2 separate regions of the Triticum aestivum genome follow, and region 2 is linked to region 1. A link is a contact called in public Hi-C data. All regions are on one chromosome and are shown on one strand. The core of a region is the stretch at or near the end of the contact, and the rest is flanking DNA. Distances in the headings are between cores, read along the strand shown. Region 1 holds the start of LOC123138772 (serine/threonine-protein kinase CST20). Region 2 has its middle 62 kb from the start of LOC123138772.

The links. A called contact is a pair of places that touch in the nucleus more often than the background predicts.
Region 2: a contact with region 1 is called in a Hi-C map of leaf, with 3 times the contacts expected there. The contact joins the enhancer-like site here to the promoter of LOC123138772 in region 1. A contact is called at or near these places in 2 of 5 Hi-C or Micro-C datasets (both in leaf).

The regions. Positions count from the first base shown.
Region 1 is chr6B:660,933,532-660,938,813 of IWGSC CS RefSeq v2.1, reverse strand. LOC123138772 (serine/threonine-protein kinase CST20) reads left to right here and starts at 2,117. Exons shown (of 10, transcript XR_006469320.1): 1 at 2,117-2,660; 2 at 3,162-5,282.
Region 2 is chr6B:660,995,729-661,001,010 of IWGSC CS RefSeq v2.1, reverse strand. No RefSeq gene overlaps it. Among protein-coding and RNA genes, the nearest start is that of LOC123138772, 62 kb to the right of the region's middle. Within about 2 kb of position 2,895, at least 6 of the 8 cell types and tissues checked have an H3K27ac peak or open chromatin away from gene starts, as enhancers often do. A contact at or near this core is called in leaf, where this site is marked.

The DNA.
Region 1 (5,282 bases), core at 868-3,367:
TTTGGTCGCACAAATGTTTTGATGGAAAAACTCATGGAGGAAGCATTTGTACCGAAAAGGAGGAATGTGCTTTGATACCATTAGAATAAAAAATGACATAAATAAATAAGTGGAATAAAAATAGAAAATGATTTTAAAAAGAAGAAAAAGCGAAATAGAAAATACAGAAAATGGAAAAATGGAAGAGAAAAATAAAAAAATAGTGAAATCCCTAAACAATCAATTTTCAATCTACGGTAACAAATGAATACAAATCTAAAAAACAAAATGAATACACTAAATTAGGAAAAGGGAGAAGAGTGGAATAGTGTTCTACTAACATATTAGTGAAATAACAAAAAAAACAATTAATCATGAGAGAAAAATATATGAAAAGAAAGTTGTTACAAAGAGCTGACCTGGAAGCTACGGTCAACAAATGACCCTAACATGATTCAAAAAAGAAAACAAGTGACAATAACATGCAAGGAAGAATGCAGTTAGCTAGCAACGATTCTCATCCTTCGATCATATCCTCTTTGCCTTTTTCCACTGGGTAAAAAAGAAGAAGAAAAGTCCATATAGCCCGTAAACAGAAAAACAAAAAAAGCTAGTACTCATGCACATGGGCTACGTCCTGTACGAGAGTAGAGCCGCGTCGTTCGGACAGAACGCACAACGACAACAACCTGATGTGCGACGATCGGACGGTCAAAAAAGTGATTGAGACCACAATTAAAACTGAGCTAGCTGAGTTTGAGCAAAACCGTTTTTTGTTTGCCCTAGAGCTCGTAGAATATCATTTGCCCATGAAATTTTGCATGTTCTAATCACACTCAATCATCTTCTATTTCTCGGCTACAAGTCTGTGTGATTATTCCAAATCCTGTGAGCACAATAATCTATCCATATCCGGACCAATTGGCCCCACTTCCACTGAAGTTAACCAACTATTCCCTAAAAAAAGGAGTTTATCAATTATGTGCTGTAACTTTCAATAGCAACGTTCAAAAAGTTATAACAAGAAAAAGAAAAGAAGCAGCGTAGCGTCGTAATTAAAGAAGATATCTCCATATATATGGACGGCACAGAACGTAGGTAGGACAGAATGAGATGAGGATAGGCCACATTTTTGTCTGGCCGATAATCTATTTTTCGTTCAGTGTTCTTTGCATCAGCGGAAGCGTTGCCCTTTTTCCCTTTTTGATTTGAAGAGATCAAAAATAGCAGCATCGATACGCCATGCCGGCGTCGATCCGATCATGCATGCAAACGGCACACCTGATGAAGGGAATATGTTCTGTTCGGCCATGCATGTCCGGCTTCCAGAAACTCTCCCATAAGCCGGAGCATATCGTATGTCGGTTGATGCCGCCCTCGCTCTCCAGCATATGCAATGTCAAGACTCTGGAGTGTGGAGCATATGCAGTATATATGCGCGTACGTACATGTTGATGTTGGTATTGTTGGGAGTGAAAGTTACGGCTGATCGATCTGATCTGCTAGCTATACCTCCTAGTCCAGGAGCGGATGGTCGGTCGTGCGCTGAACTTTCGTGACGTGAATGCCGAAAACGACGGCCGGTCCGGGCCGGCGGTCTCGCTCCTTCATGTTGCCCGCCCGCCCCTCTCCATCTCCGGCCAGCTGCCGTGACCATGAGAGTGAAAAACGATGACGCGACACGATCAGATCGGCTCTGTCAGCGTGATCCGATCCCGGCCGAGGCTCGGTACACGGGAAGCTCCCCAGGGCACCGAGGGCCGTAATGCATGCGCGTGGCCAGTTGCAGGGCGGCTTGCTTGGACTGACCGATTAATGGCCGAGTTGACAATGCAGTGCAACTCGAGGAAAAACATGGAGATCGTTCGGCTGGTCGAGGTGATGACCAAGTAACCGCTGGACTGGTTGGTTGTTACACTTGCGTGGACACTCCCTGCCGTGCAGTGCAGGCAAGGGACGGCGCGGCGCGGAAGCACGCAGGAAGGAAGCAACAAGGCCAGCCCAACTGAACCACCGTACGATGGGATAAAACCGGGAGGGGCGGGTGCGCGTGGGGAGGGGGCGGGGGTCGCGTCATCAGGAACGGAACAGAATCACGCCACACGTGCCGCCCCGCCGCGCCTCCACCGCAAATCCCGAGCCGCTAGGAATCCCCCAACCCGAGTGGCCCGGCGCCGCGCCTCCTCTCTGGCTGGCTCTCTCTCCCCCGTCCGTCCGTCCGTCCGCGCAAACAAACCACATTCCCTTCCCTCCCTCCACCACACGTAGCGCGCCGCACCCGCACGGGCGGCCCGCCTCCGCCTCCACACGACACCAGCCGATCCCCTCCCCTTCCACACCTGACGCCGACGAGTCCCGCGTGGGCGGCGGCGCCGGCGATGCCCCCCGCGCTGACGGCGTGATACCCAGAGCGACCCAGCGAATATCCGAATCCCCCAGCCAACAACACCACCACGGCCTCCCCCTCCCTCCCTCCCTCACTTCCCCACCGCGAATCCGGGGGACGCCTCCTCCTCGCCTCTCTCTCCCTCTCCCTCTCCCTCTCGCCTCCCTTCCCCCGCCCCTAAAGCGCGACCGCACCGCCGCCCGGAGCCCAGCCGCCCAAGTCGGCTGCTCGCCCCCTCTCCCGCTTGCTCAGCCGACCCCGGGAGCCCAGGATCGTGCCAGAGGCAGGCAGGCAGGTACGGCCTCACTCCCCCTCTTCCTCCCTCGAACACCAACAATCGGCTGGATTTCTCCTGTTTTTTTGGATTGGAAGTTAGTTCGTTCGTCCTTCTTATCCTCCCCGTCTGTTTCGGGGGGAGGAAACGGAATGAGTTTCTGTGTTTATCCGGCCAAGATCGGCGGGGAATAGGAATTCCGTTGGGGAAATTTCCGCCAGCGGGGAATCATAGGAGCTCAGTCCCTGTAGATTCTGTTTTCAGATTTTGAATTCGGATTTTGCGGGCAAATCATTCGGGTCTGCTCCAACGCATTCTTCGAAATTGCCCCCGCCCCCGGCTCATTCTTTTTTTAGGAAAGAATTTTGTCGTTTGTCTGACGGTGGGGGGCTGATCTGAGGTGTTATTGGCGAAATCTGTCTGAAATTGTCCGATTTCGTGTCTTTATTCGTCTGATGATGGATGGAAGGTGCCAAATCTTTGGGCTCTAGGCTAACAATTTTGGTATTTTTCTATCCACAGGAAAGGGGCTAACGAGAGCAGCTGGTTGGGACTGGTGGATTGGCAATCGTGTGATGTACTTGGCTCTGCCGCTGATCCAACTCAAGCCAGCTTGATCACGCAGCCTCGGCACACCATGGCGCCATCCGCTGCCGCTGCAGCCAGCAGCACCGAGGCTGACGGGGCACAGCGCATGGCCAAGTTCCTCTGCAGTTTCGGAGGCAGCATCCTGCCCCGCCCCCTCGACGGCCGTCTCCGCTACGTCGGCGGCGACACCAGGATCGTCATGCTGCCCCGCGACATATCCTACTCCGACCTGGCGGCGCGGATGCGGGAGCTCTATGACGATGCCGATATCATCAAGTACCAGCAGCCTGATGAGGATCTTGATGCACTGGTCTCGGTTGTTAATGATGATGATGTGGTGAACATGATGGAGGAGTATGACAAGCTCATTGCTGCGGGAGAGGGGTTCACTAGGCTCAGGGTCTTCTTATTCTCGCAGCACCTGGATGATGAGGCTGCATCAGCAGCTGTGCATTACCATGGGGATGAGCGGGAGACGGAGAGGAGGTATGTCGACGCGCTTAACAGCCTTGGTGACATGAGATCACCTTCATCTCCTGTGTCAGTGGAGCAGCTTTTTGGTATCGGAGGCAATGAGTCAGGAATTCCCGATATTGCTGGCCTGCGGCATTTGAATGTTCCTCGTGCCTCACATAATCAGCGGTATGGGGAGATGGATTCTCCTTGGAGCCCTGCATATATCTCTCCGGGGCAGTATGGAGTGCCTGATCCAAGGGATTTTCCCATTTCACCATCATCTGCAAGGTTTCAAGTTGGAGCAGAGGACTTTGATGAGAGGATTCCTGATGATTTTGTGAGGCAATCGCCAAAATATCGGCATTATGAGGCTCAGTCACCGCCACATGTGGATAACTTGGTCTGGCTTCCACCTGGTGCTGTAATTCAGCAAAATGCTGGCTTCCCAGGGAATTTGGGCCGCTCCGGCAATTTCTTGGATGGAAACAGTGTATATGACTCCCGTTCGTCATTCCAGAAGGGTCAAGGTTCAGTGAGTGATCCTCGTTATATGGATCCCCGTTGGAGGCCAGTCCAACAACATTTTGATCAATCAAGCATGGCAAGTGAGTATTCTGCTCACCCTGCTATTCAGCGTCCAGATTATGGTCGTCCTGGTGAGCATTATGTTGTAGGCCAAGATGTTAGACTGGAAAATGGTGTTTATGTGAAAGAGCAAACGGTGCATCCCAACCAAAGCCATCAACGGTATGAGGATCCAAGGTTGAATCTGCCTGCTAATGGTAGAGTGATGGATCCGTATGCTGATAGCAACTCAGCTAATTCTGCATTTGCACCCAGCAAAGTATATGAAATGCATTCAACATCTCACAGCCGCTCAAGCCATGAAAGTCCCCACTATTATCATGGCAGTGGCCAGGGCGAGCATGTGAGTAGTGGCTCCTATGTCCAGACATCAGGTTTTGAAGAATCGACAGGCCAGCATTACAGCCATACTTCAACATATGGTGCTGATACCTTTTACCAAATGCAGCAGAACTTGCCGCCACTTCAATCCATGAGAAGGAGAGCAAGCAGCCCTGTTCACACAGGCTCATCATATGAATCACCGCACCTGCCGATCCCAAATGGGAGCATCAACTCCAACTTTGTCAGAAACACAGGTGATGTTAGTCCAAGGATTCCTGGTATGCCTGCATATGATCGAGTCCCAAACCCATGGCCTTCACCCAATGGCAACATACCATATAGAATCGTTGGACATGATGTTCCCGCTGTTGTTGAGAACCCTTCTTCCCTTGGTTCTCGGTCAGGTCCAAACACTGCTCAGTATGTTCAGCCTTTCTTTGCCCCAGAATCAGTCCAGCAGCAACCAGGAGCTCCATTGGTAGAAATTTTTCCTGAAAGAGCATCCGCTGGACCCATGCTATCACCGCTTGATGGTAAAGTATCTGTTGCTGCGGTACCCCTTGCTGATCATTTGTCCAGGTTGGACATTAACACAACAAAGAAATTGGAAGGAGCAGATGATGAAAGGCACACTCAAAATGTGACTGAAACAAAACCTTCACACGCTGCGAGTGACCCTAGCACCTTGGT
Region 2 (5,282 bases), core at 1,646-4,145, 61 kb before region 1:
GTCCGGATAGCCGAACTATCATCATCGGCCGGACTCCAAGACTATGAAGATACAAGATTGAAGACTTCGTCCCGTGTCCGGATGGGACTTTCCTTGGCGTGGAAGGCAAGCTTGGCGATACGGATATGTAAATCTCCTACCATTGTAACCGACTCTGTGTAACCCTAGCCCTCTCCGGTGTCTATATAAACCGGATGGCTTTAGTCCATAGGACGAACAACAATCATACCATAGGCTAGCTTCTAGGGTTTAGCCTCCTTGATCTCGTGGTAGATCTACTCTTGTAACACACATCATCAATATTAATCAAGCAGGACGTAGGGTTTTACCTCCATCAAGAGGGCCCGAACCTGGGTAAAACATCGTGTCCCTTCTCTCCTATTACCATCCGCCTAGACGCACAGTTCGGGACCCCCTACCCGAGATCTGCCGGTTTTGACACGACAGTAATCAATTCAATCTTTGGTAATCAGATTACTCTTTTCTTAGGCAATGCAATAAATTCCCGGATGGCGATCGATTTGTTCTTGGTAAGCATGGTAATACAATAAATTCATGGGGAGGCATAAATCACGGGAAATCACGGTAGGTAATCAAGCAAGGACCCCGCACGCTGCCTTCCTCTTGTGGTCTATCCATGACTCCTCCCCACCTTCTATTCCTCCTCTCCCGTGGAGCGTCGCCGCCCCGTTTACTGTCTCCCCGGACCGGCACCGCACCCCATCCCATCCCCTCTCCTATCTCTCCTAGAAATCATGATGGGGTGGTTGTCAGGGGCCCGATCTGAAGAACCGCAGGGCTACGCCGTCCTACGACGATGGTCAGAGATTCCGACAGAGGCGTGCAAGGGCATGCTAGCCGTCGCCTGAAAGGGGAAGCGGAAGTTAACCAGAAACTTCAATAGTAGTGCAGCTTTTATCACCCAATGGCCTCATCTACCTGGTCACTAACTCTTCCCCTCCGACCATAGACGCCGGCAGGGGCAGAGATATGTCAACGCCGTTGTGTGCTTCACTCTGCTCCCTCACCACGGCAAGCTGATGGAGCAGGTGGAGGCGCCGCCTCCGCACATCGTCGGACTATCGAGGAAGTTCCCCATGGACAGCGAATGGAGCTTCAAGTTCATCAGAAAGGAAGAGCTCGAGAAGTTCATCAGAAGTTGAAGGACATCGACGTCATCAGCACGTGGGCACGGAGAGACCAACCACAGGAGACGTGACGGAGACCGGAGGCGATGGGTTGGGTGTAGACTGAAGATCACGTGTCAGCTGTTGCGAGGACGACGACGAGGGCCTGTGTGAGCGCCACAGCGCGTTGTGCTGGGTGGCGTTGGAGGATGGCGGTACTACACCCGAGCTGTCCTCCTTTATTCCACGGTAGGCTGTAACATGTCCGTTGATCTCATGGCAGCTTAGCCTCTATTCCTGTAGTCTTGCAGCTTTTGTTATATAGATTAAACTATATGTGCGTACTGTTAGTGTTACCCAACTAGCATGACACTATACTAAATTTGATATATGGTTTGTGCCTATATTTTTCTGAAATTTTAGCTGCAATTATGCTAGGTGGTTGGTTACTGCCGGCTAGAGGGCTCATATGAAACGATCTAGATCACATGTTGCAGTTTACTTGATCATGTTGTGTATACATGCATAAATCAAATGTTTGTTTCACTTTTGAGCTAGCTGCATCTGTTTTCTGTAGTTTCTTCTTTGTAATTTGTAAGAAAAAAGGTGTCCTAATAAATGAATGTTTTCATACATTTGCAGTGGTGTCGCTCTTCTTCCCCTAAGCTGACTTATTGGGCAAATAATTTTTTTTGCCCTTGTGTTATGTTCTATATATTACTAAACCTCTTTAGCCTTCTTGGTTTTTTAAGTATTTGCCTGCTAACAAGGACGAGCAAGGAAATTTATTCCTATGGTTACACTTGCACTTTTATTAGAGGGAGAGAGACTTAAGACCAGCACAATGTGAAATATAAAAACTGTACAGTGGGGTGAAAGGGAGATTTCGAGCTCGCTATACCATTGACAAAGGCCGTATACCTAGATCTTTACGACAGAGATAGTGGGTGAAGGAGGAAGAAGAATAACACTGATTTTAGCAATAGAAAAACCAACAATATCATCTGATGGTAGCAGTAAAAATGCAACAATGTCATCTGATGTGCATGAGGATCCTACATGTATATGTTATCCACAATTAGTGTTGAGCCAACATAATATGTGTGTACCCGTGCAACGCACGGGCACTTACCTAGTGCTAAAAAAAATCGAATCTTGAGTATATCGCGACCAAAAAATCTCAGTTGATCACTGTGATCGCTGCACAGCACAGGCATCGCTCTGCTCACTGATTCGCGATGGCCAAGCACGCACGAGCATCTGCCCCGCCTCTGCAGGTACGCGCGCCATGCGCCCGCCCAACCCGCGGCCAAGCCCAGAGGCCAGAGCGATGCGGCCTGCTGTCCCGTTGCTTCGGCAGATCTCAGTCGCAAGTTGCAACTGACCTCACCTCTCCGGCCACTTGTTGGCAAGTGCGATGGCCGCAAATGATGATGGCATGGCGCTGTTCCGGTACCAGCAACTGACAAAATGCACATGACATGGGCAGTACAGTTCGGCGGCGGCGAAAGCGATCTCGCAGGTAGCGCCGCATGAAGATCATCACCCGGGAGGCCGGGACCGGCCGTGTCATCACCTGGCAGTGGTACCGGCAGTGGCAGTAGGATGGAAATGGGATGAGGTGATGTGCAGAGCGGTAGCCCCGGCGGAGACGGAACCAGCCATTGCCGTTCTCGACCCAATGCCAATGCCCGTGGAGCCCATGCACATGCGTCCAACCCTGCGTGGCACCACCGACGACAGAGATGGATGGATGCTTGGAAGGGAATCCGACTATCCGAACGAGTGGTGCCCGACACGCAGGAAGGAGGTCCAGGGGATGAGGAGGAGCGCACAGCGACGTGTGATCGCAACGCCGACGGCCAGCTGCTGGCCTGACTCGATCATGTGACGGGACGTCTCCGCCCAGATATCGGACGCCGAGGTGACCGGTCGGGTCGACAGAAGTGGGGTAGAACGAGATGCATGGCCTCGCGCGATTGGCGCGGTGGCTCCCGCGAAAACACCATCGGCACATGCCGGCACATGCGTGCGTGCGTGCCCGCCCGCCATTGCTGGAACGTTCGTTCGCGCGGCCGCCACGTACGGGATGGCAACACCTGGCCACCGGCGTGGCGTCTCAGGGCAGGGGAGGGGCCTGATCTGATCTGAGGCTCGATCCAGGCTCGGCGTGGCGTGGCGTACGTGCAGTGTGGTGTGTCGGCCGATCGGGCAGCAGAAAGACGTCTCCTTTCTGATGAAGCGAAGCTCACGCGAGACCCATCGGCCGAATAGCCCCGAGGCTCGGAAGACTCGCCCGCCCAGCCCGTTGCGGATACGCCAAGCCGTACTCGGGCCGCACGCACATGAACAACTTTGCCTTTTTTTTAGGGGTTCTTTGAACAACTTTGCCAAAGGCCAGGCATCTGCGTGGCGGCGAAACAACGGCCGCTGGCGAATTCCGGTCCGGAGATACGTACGTGCGTCTCCTCTCCCTCTCTCTCTCTTTTTTTGTCGTGCCGTGCGCGCGAGAGTGCGAGAGCGCAGAGCCAATTCGAGGAACGACCACACGCAGGGCCGAGCGGCGACAAGGATCGATCGGCTCCGGCTCCGGCTCCGGCTCCGATATTATCTACTATCTCGCCACGATCGAGGGCTGCCGTCCGGTAGCCTTCCTTGGCGTACGTGCCGCCCGCGCGCCATAGCCTTATCCTCCACAAAATGATTGGAACCTACTACCACCTGCTGTACGCAGGAGCGATCGATCGATCGATCGGGACGTACTGGGCGCGCAAGCGGACCAGTGTCTTTTCACAACACCAAAAGCAGTACCGAGTCGTAGGATTAAGCTGCAAGCGGAACCTGCTTGATACTAGGAAACATTATTTTTGGACGCCGATAAGTGTCACACGTGTGGGCGTTTCCTGTCCACACATTTTATGTGGTGTATAAAAGGAACAACCCACACACCTACGTGTGGCCAAAACAACTAATGTTCACACACCTCTTTTTTCTCCCCCCGGTTCCTCTCACACGTGTGCGTGTTGGCGAAGTAGATAACGCCCACACGCCCTGTATGTCAGGTCTCGTACCTCGTGACTCACACGCCACGCGTGACAGTCACCGCGCGCCCGCAGTTGTCATGGTCCAGACCCTCGTCCATGTTCGTTCAACTGCAGTTGCCATGTCGCTGAACTACGGTTGCTATGTCGGACAACTGCAATTGCCATGGTTGCTCAACTGCAGTTGCCATGTATGGTCTGATCTACTGTAGTTGCCATGATTTCAAAACTTTAGGAGTTGCCACATATTAACACTAGGCAGTTGAGAGAGTTGCCATGTGCTCACAAGCATGCTAGGGCAGTTGCCATGTAAAAAGAAAGAGTTGACATCTGCTTATGTGCACGTTAGGGCGGTTGCCATGTATCATGCAAAAACACATGGCAACTCGGTAAAGAGAGAGTTGTCATCTGCTTACGTGCATACTAGGCAGTTGCTGTGTACCCTGCAAAACACATGGCAACTCGGGTAAAAAGATAGTTGCCACCTGCTTATAAAGCACACTAGGGCAGTTGCTATGTGTGCTGCAAAACATATGGCAACTAGCAGCTTGGGTGTGGGAGAGGAGACGGGCGTGTGAGTGAGATGGCAAATGCCCACACACTAGCCCTTATGCGTGCTTGGAAAGTGGCGTGTGGGCGAACTGCTGAACGCCCACACACCAGCCCCTCCCGTGTGGTGAAACGGCCGTGTGGGCGACCGGATAAACGCCCACACACCAGGCCAGTCCTACGTGGCACTGAAAAGATGCCAAGATTCGTGCGCTCACGAACGGACGCGGATCCACGCGTGTGGGTGAGATGCAAACGCCCACACATGTGGGCGTTAACATTTCCGTTATTTTTTAGGGTACCACGAAACATTTTTAGACATGCGTACAAGTGCGTTTCTTGCCCTGAACAGTCGGGCAAGTCCGTAAACTGATCCAATTTATGATTATTGTTGGGATGTAACTACTGAGTATAAACCGTCCGGGTGGGGCCAGGTTATACTCGTAACGAGTCATCTATATTGAAGCCCATGAAGACAAGGAATTTGGCGCTTTACTGAAGAGACTCGGAGGCCCAGGGCCCAAAGGCGGATTAGGGCCCGTAGACGTAAACCGCCATATACCAT